Linked DNA regions of Mus musculus: region 2 is linked to region 1. Evidence: chromatin contacts called from public Hi-C data. All regions are on one chromosome and are shown on one strand. The core of a region is the stretch at or near the end of the contact, and the rest is flanking DNA. Distances in the headings are between cores, read along the strand shown.

Region 1 (3,245 bases), core at 742-3,241:
AAAGCTGTCCTAACCGAAGTAGAAAAACTTTCACCTAACTTATGTCAAGTAAGTATTAACAACATCAAAAGTTGTCAAATTCAACTAAAATGGAATCCCAACAGGAAATTCTCAGCGTTGGATGTCTTACTACCGAATAAAGAAAAATGAGTCTATATTTCTCATAGAAAAAAATGACCCCATTGGTGCCTTTGATCTTAGCACTGAGAAGGTAGAGACTCTGAGTTTTTCATATTGGCCTGGCTGCAGTGAGTTCCATGCTGTACAGGGCTAGGTAGTGAGGTCTTACCTCAGAAAAAAAGACGCCCAAAAAAGTTCAGTTCTCCTGCCATGCCTCAGGTGTTGCAAAGTACAGGCATATACTGCCGTGCCTGGCTACAAAACTGATTTTTGCCAAAGCAAAGATGAGCCGTGGCTCCCTGGAGCCCAGAAACAAACACTAGAGCAGAGCGGCCAGTGGTCCTGCTCAGTGTCTAGGATATGTCCGTCCGCCATCCGCCCAGGGTAACCTGAGAGTGATGTTTCCCAACGCTGATTGCAGAAATTGGTCAGTTGTGAGTCTTAGAAACATATTACAATTCCAATCAAACTAAGTTTACTGAAGAACTAGGAACAAGGACAAAGGAGGTAATGGGGCGGGGACTATTGTCCACCATTCTCTGCATCGGAAGACTGATGCTGTCCTGTGTGGGGTAGGGAGCTCAGCGGTGCCACTGCCTGTGAGATCCAGTGGAACACCTTTAACCCACTTAAAAGTCTTGTCCCCAGACATTGCCAGATGTCCCATAGAGTCTAGCTAGTACTTAATGAAACACTTAAAAAAGTCACAGTGGAATGTCCTCAACTGTAGTTAAAGGTTTAGAACACACAAAGGTGTGTAAGGTGGCCAGAGCAAGTCACCTTGAGAAATACTGTTTTATCAGAGAACTGTGAAAGTCAACATGTAGACTCAGTGAAAGACTTGCTTACTGTCAAAGGCTAATGGTTTCCTTCCACAGCCTGATGGTGAGGCCCTATTCCTGAAAAGAGCACTAATGTCACTGCATCAGCAATTAAGCTGGCGCCCAACCCTACTGACAGCCTCTGTGGTGCTGGGAGTACTTCGCAGGTGTGGTGGGCTGAATGAGAATGACTCCCACTGGCTTCTTTATTTGAGTATTTGCTTTCCAGTTGGTGAAATTGAGGATTAGGTGGTGTGGCATTGTTGGAGGCGTGTCAGTCACTAGGATGCACGCCATTCTTTAGTTCTGTGAGTGTGAGTCTGTGCGTGCGTGCGTGCGTGCGTGCGTGCACCTGAGGATCCAGATGCTTCATGAAGTCCCACGCCTGCCTGAACGATTGCATGCGCTGTCACGGTCATCATGGAATCCAACCTTCTGAAACTGTAAGCCTCTTATCCGAGCAACAGAAAACTATCTAAGACAACATGCTAGAAGAGGAGGAAATAAAGTCATCCGTGTCACCCAGCTACAAACCCAGTGACATACGGGTGCGATAGTGGCCCAAAAGTTATGGGAGTGACCACCCACTTTTGAAAAATCAGCTTTGAGGTTCATAGCTTATCTTGAGACTGCTAAAGGGGTCCCAGATCTGAGACTAGATAGGTCACAAACCTAGAAGGAAAATGATCACTATGATTATGCTAGAGGAACAGAACAATAAACTACTGCTACTGACATTGCCACACACAGTCTTACTCAACTCTATCAGAGAAACTACTGCTTGCTTCTTGATGGGTGTTAACACAGACCCACAAAAAACAACCCTACAACATAAGACAGAACATTCGGTCCTCAGTAGGGTGTCTTCACATCCCTTCTTGAGATTTAGACATTTATATGGAAGAAGAGACTGAAAGATTGTAAGAGCTAGAGGTGGCGGTTGACTCCAAGGAAACAACCCCTTCCAGTCACAACTGGACTAAGACACATGAACTCAGATTGCTACAGAAATGGACAAGGTCTGCTCACGTTCATGCCAGACAAAATCCAGCACAGAGAAGAGGAAGTGGGAACAAAGTTCTCTCTCTAACCAGGAAGCTCTTTGTAACTGACAGATGCTGGGGAAGGGGAAATCAGTTTTCTGGGATGATGTTGGGTACACACTCCAGGGCATGCCTGATGGGGGCACAGACTTCATGTTGTGTGGCTGTTTTATTTAGGAACTTTTTGGGCTTTTTGTTGTTGTTGTTGTTTTCTCCCCAGAGAAAAGGGAGGGAGGGAGGGAGGGAGGGAGGGAGGGAGGGAGGGAGGGAGGGAGGGAGGGAGGGAGAAACATGAAGTTGGTTGGTGGTGTGGTCTGAATGAGACTGGAACCCAGAGGATCCTATATTTCTATGTTTAGTTGGTAATCTGCTTTAAGGATTAGCAAGTGTGGCACTGTTGAAGGTATATCTTTGTTGGAAGAGGTGTGTCACTGAAAATGTCTCTTTTAAAAATACCCTGAATACTTCTTTAATGAAAGGGAAAACCAATAATAATCCATAAGGAACTCCCCTAGCTAGGAGCTTTGTCTCAGAGCCTTCTGGGACACTGAGCTCAATCATGGCAGTATTTTCTCCTGTGGACGTCAACACTCACCTCATTCTTTCCGTGCACTTGAACACCAGAAAGGTTAGTCTAGTGGGTACAGGCAGCCCTAGCCCCATGGGCCTTAATCTGTCAGCAGAGATCCTTATAAACTTGAAACCTAACTTGGAGCCAGAAGCTAGGCAGCAGGCAGAGCTGGGCATCTCTCAGGAGATCTGTCCAAACCCAGAGAGTGTTGCCTAGACATAAAAATCAAAGATGTTCCCTGAGAGATGATGTTGGGTGCAGGGGATGAGGACTGAAACCGGGACCTTCCATGGCCCACTGGGCCTTAGTGCACTGTGAGCTGCAGGCCTGCAGTGCCCTGCTCCAGGGCCTGCTTTTGCTCCCTGCCGCATCATGCATGGCTCTGGAGCTCACAGCTGAATTTGCATTCTCTCCTGACACATTTTTGGATACAAAGTTCCATGGCTTTAATTAAAAGTAAAACTTGTAAAATGAAGAAAAGTTCCTATTGCTATTTCTAATCTCATGGAATTGCCTCCCCACGAGAGACATTCTTTAATGTTGACTGATACTCTAAATTAAGGATCACTTCGCTCCACCCCTAGAGATGAAGATCCTTCCTGAAGCAGGGTATTTTGTCTGTCTGGGCAGGAAGTCTGCAGCAGCTCTCCACAGCCAAGGTACCCGATTACTGTTTAAAAGTCCCTTCCA
Region 2 (3,576 bases), core at 820-3,319, 520 kb after region 1:
GAAAGACGAGGGGGTGGAAGGGATAGGACAACTTGTGGGAGTTGGTTCTTCTATTATACAGGCAGCTAGAAACTTTACCCACCTTGCCGTTTTGCTGTCCCTAGATTGGTTTTATGAGCCCTATATACCAAGTTATACCAAGTGTAAATCATTTTCTCTCCTTTTGGGGGGGAAAGTGGTAAAATAAAGACGAATCATTGTATCTACAGCCAGAAAGCACCAGCCTGGCCCTCACTGCTCAACCAAGTGCCTTGTATACAATGGGCTTCAAGTAGACATCCAGGCAATGAGTTTCTCAAGGCGCCATTCCGTCAGCAATTGCAGCTTACAGTACTCAGACACTGCTGGCTTGGGGTTTTTGTTTGCTTTATTTTTAAAACGAATATATGTTGCTGTGATCTTATTGAGCCGCAAACAAGAAAGGCTGGTGTGATAATCTTCTCAACTTTATGGGAGTTTAGAATCACCATGGAAACACGCTCCTGGGTGTGTCTATAGAGATGTCTCCGGAAAGAACTGTTCCCTGAAGAAGGAAATCCCTCCCTAAAGGTGGGTGGGCGAGATTCACAGGTTAGGATTCCTGGCTGAATTAAAGGGAGAAAGTTGTGTGGACCACAGTATTTATCTCTCTCCCCTACCTGGTCATGGTATGACATGTCTGATCTCCTCTCAGGTCACCACCGAGATGTGGCCAACCCTCAAGCTTCGAGCCAACAGTAAACACTGCCTTCCTTCAAGTTGTTTTTATCAATTGTTTTGTCACAGTGCTGAGACACATACTAATGTGACAGGCGAGGCCCAGTAGCCAGCACTGTAGAGTTTTGCTGCAGTATGTTGTCTTCTGAGCATTAACAGCCATTGGTGATCCAGCCTGTTGGTGTTTTCCTCACAGAGGGGTGGGGTGGGGTGGGGAGGGTTGGTCCGCCTTCCCAGAGATTCTAGCCAATCACGCCTCATTGCGGTCACCTCCCAGCTGTATGTAATTCTGCCTCAGCTGAACAGTTATGTTGGAAGGTACCAGAAAATGTATAGCATTGCGGTTCACCGAAGGCCTGGACTCTATGATATAGCTTCTAGGAGTCATTAGGCATGATGGGGTGGCCCTTTTCAGGGATGCAGATGTTTATGAGTCACCTCTGATCCTGTAGGTAGCTCCCAGTCTGTGCCCCCATAAGTTCCATCAATTCATTTGATTCACCAAATTGGACCTGGGTGACATTTTTTTTCCCTTTGGTTTGTTGTAGGAAGAACCGTTGCTGTGATCCGTCCTCTGTGCCCTGTCTGAAATGAGATGTGTATTCCCCAGAAAAGTCCTTGTAACAGGTACACTTCAGCCAGACCCACAGTGAAGGGTCGTGACTCACCATGGCGCCTTTTCCTTTCTTTGCTAGGAATTTGTCCCAGCAATGGGCAACATTACTACTTTTCTTCTGTCTATTTTTTCTTCAAATTAAAATTTAAGAATAGGAACACGCATGTTACGAAAGCCCTCCTACCACCTGGCTTTTGGAAAACTTGATTTGCGGGAGCAAGCTGTTCGTTCCCAGCGTGCTTTTCCACTTACATTTGTTTTGTTGTGGGTATTGGCTGTGTTGTTTAGGAAATCCAATCTCGCTCCTTACCTCTAGTCATTAAAACGATGTTGGGTTAATGGAAGTTATTAACCAAACACTTTTCCATTTAAAACTGGAGCTTAGATATGTATTTTAGTGTAAATCAATTAAAAGTCAAGATGCTTGTATTTGGCTTGAAATGCATTGCCCAAGGGCTTTGAGTGACATCTGAACTAGAATAACCCCTATCCCAAGCCTTGCTTCTAACTTCATGCTTGGCTCACAAGAGTTCCTTGTTTGCACAAACCACTCCCGACTGCAAAATGGGGGAGGGGGAAGGTTAAAGCTGGAAACACACACCTCACAGAAGGGTGGAGTGGAGAGGGTTGCTCTGCCCTCCCAGAGATTCTAGCCAAACAGTCCTGACTGAGGTCGCCTCACTTGTGCTAAGTCCTTCTGCTAAGTCCTTCTCAACTGACCTGTCACCTAATGCTGTAAGATCCTATGAAGCAATGTACAGGCGGTTGGATCCAGTCAAGAAAATTGGTTGGAGTCTCTACTGCCACCTCGAGGTTATTGAGCTGAACTACAAAAATGAGAAAAAAATAAACTACCAGGCATTTTATGGTTTGTTTGTTTGTTTTTTGGTTTTTTTTTTTCCATTACAAACTAACTAGCATAATAGGAAATCCTTGAGAGGAGTGGATAGTCCTCAGAAAAGTGGGAAATTCCATCAAGGAATGGGCCAACGAGCCAGAAAGATGGCCTGTCCCAAAATCATCCCTCCTGAGCTACAATGGCTAAGCTTGACTCAGCAGCTACATCTTAAAGCTCTATGGGCCAAGGGCTGCTCCACAGGGAGAGGCTGTCAAGCCCCCATGTGGCTTCCCAAGGAGGAGGGGCTCATGAAACAAGCAGGAATGAGTATGTCGGGCATTTCCTGGCTGTAGAACGGATGGCAATCCGATCATGTTGGTGGGCTTTCTGCCGCCATGAGGGAACAACTGGAGAAAGCAGCTTAAACGAGGGACCTTTTGTTGTGAATGCTGACTTCACAGGTCCTGGGCCTGTGGTCAGACAGTGAACCACAGCAGAGTGTGTGAAAACAAGGGGCTGCAAGCTCCAGTAGCCAGGGGTGCAGAGACACAGGAAACATCTGGGCTTCTAATTTATCACTTTTAAGGGTGTGCCAGGGACCCAACTTCCCGGCACTGGGCCCCACCTCCTAAAGGTTCCAACACCCCCTGATGCCTCCTCAAGACACCCATGGTCTTTGTGAGGCAGTTAAGATCCAAACTATAAAACCGTTTACCATTCTCTATGTCCTAGAATCTAGACTCTTAGCTTGTTCTTTGATGCATTTAGACAAGACAGAAGTGAGATACAACATGGAGATTTAATGTTCCCTCATGATTTTATATCCACGGGAGGCCATTCCCCCCCCTCCCCCAATATTTAGAAAATGCATCTTAAAAACCTCCCCATCTGAGACACTGCGGAGGAGGGGAAAAGGAGTGGTAAACTGTAGTTTTCTCCCACGAGCTATTTTAGGAGAACTGTCATCTATGATTGAGATTTTGCGTCTCATTCGGGCTTCTGTCTACTTTGTTTCTGAAGAGCTCTTAGTTTTCCGTGCCCTTCCTGTGTGTCCAAAGCCATCTCAGACTGACCCAAGACTCTGATGACCTTTGACTTGCGGAGCTTGGGAAGAGGGTTAGTTCTTAGCCGGGGGGTGGGGTGGGGGGGTGGGGGTGGGGGGTGAGGGGTACCAAGAGTCCCCCCCCACACCCCATGGACCTTCTGTGGGGAGTTTTGGGATGACCTCTTTCTGCCTCACATGCCTGTGGTCATGGACAGAGCTATTTTCTGTATCTTGCCAATCCTTACCTTCTAGGCAAATGATGATCAGAGGGCCAGCTCATTAGTGACAACCCATGGTTTGGCCTCCAAATGGCAAGCTGTCTTTCACAAGCAAATATGAGTGTTTATGACAGGAGCAGAGAAGGGAACAAATGCCCTTGTG

What was found. Hi-C and Micro-C count contacts between places; a contact is called where the count stands out from the background.
Region 2: a Hi-C map of bone marrow-derived macrophages shows a contact between it and region 1, with 14 read pairs. The contact joins two enhancer-like sites. A contact is called at or near these places in 1 of 484 Hi-C or Micro-C datasets (bone marrow-derived macrophages) and 1 of 9 other capture datasets (embryonic stem cells).

The regions. Positions count from the first base shown.
Region 1 is chr13:44,924,515-44,927,759 of GRCm38.p6, forward strand. All of the region lies in intron 8 of Dtnbp1 (dystrobrevin binding protein 1), which reads right to left. Among named protein-coding and RNA genes, the nearest start is that of Dtnbp1, 76 kb to the right of the region's middle. Within about 2 kb of position 1,992, at least 12 of the 459 cell types and tissues checked have an H3K27ac peak or open chromatin away from gene starts, as enhancers often do. A contact at or near this core is called in bone marrow-derived macrophages, where this site is marked.
Region 2 is chr13:45,440,667-45,444,242 of GRCm38.p6, forward strand. No RefSeq gene overlaps it. Among named protein-coding and RNA genes, the nearest start is that of Mylip, 53 kb to the left of the region's middle. Within about 2 kb of position 2,070, at least 140 of the 459 cell types and tissues checked have an H3K27ac peak or open chromatin away from gene starts, as enhancers often do. A contact at or near this core is called in bone marrow-derived macrophages, where this site is marked.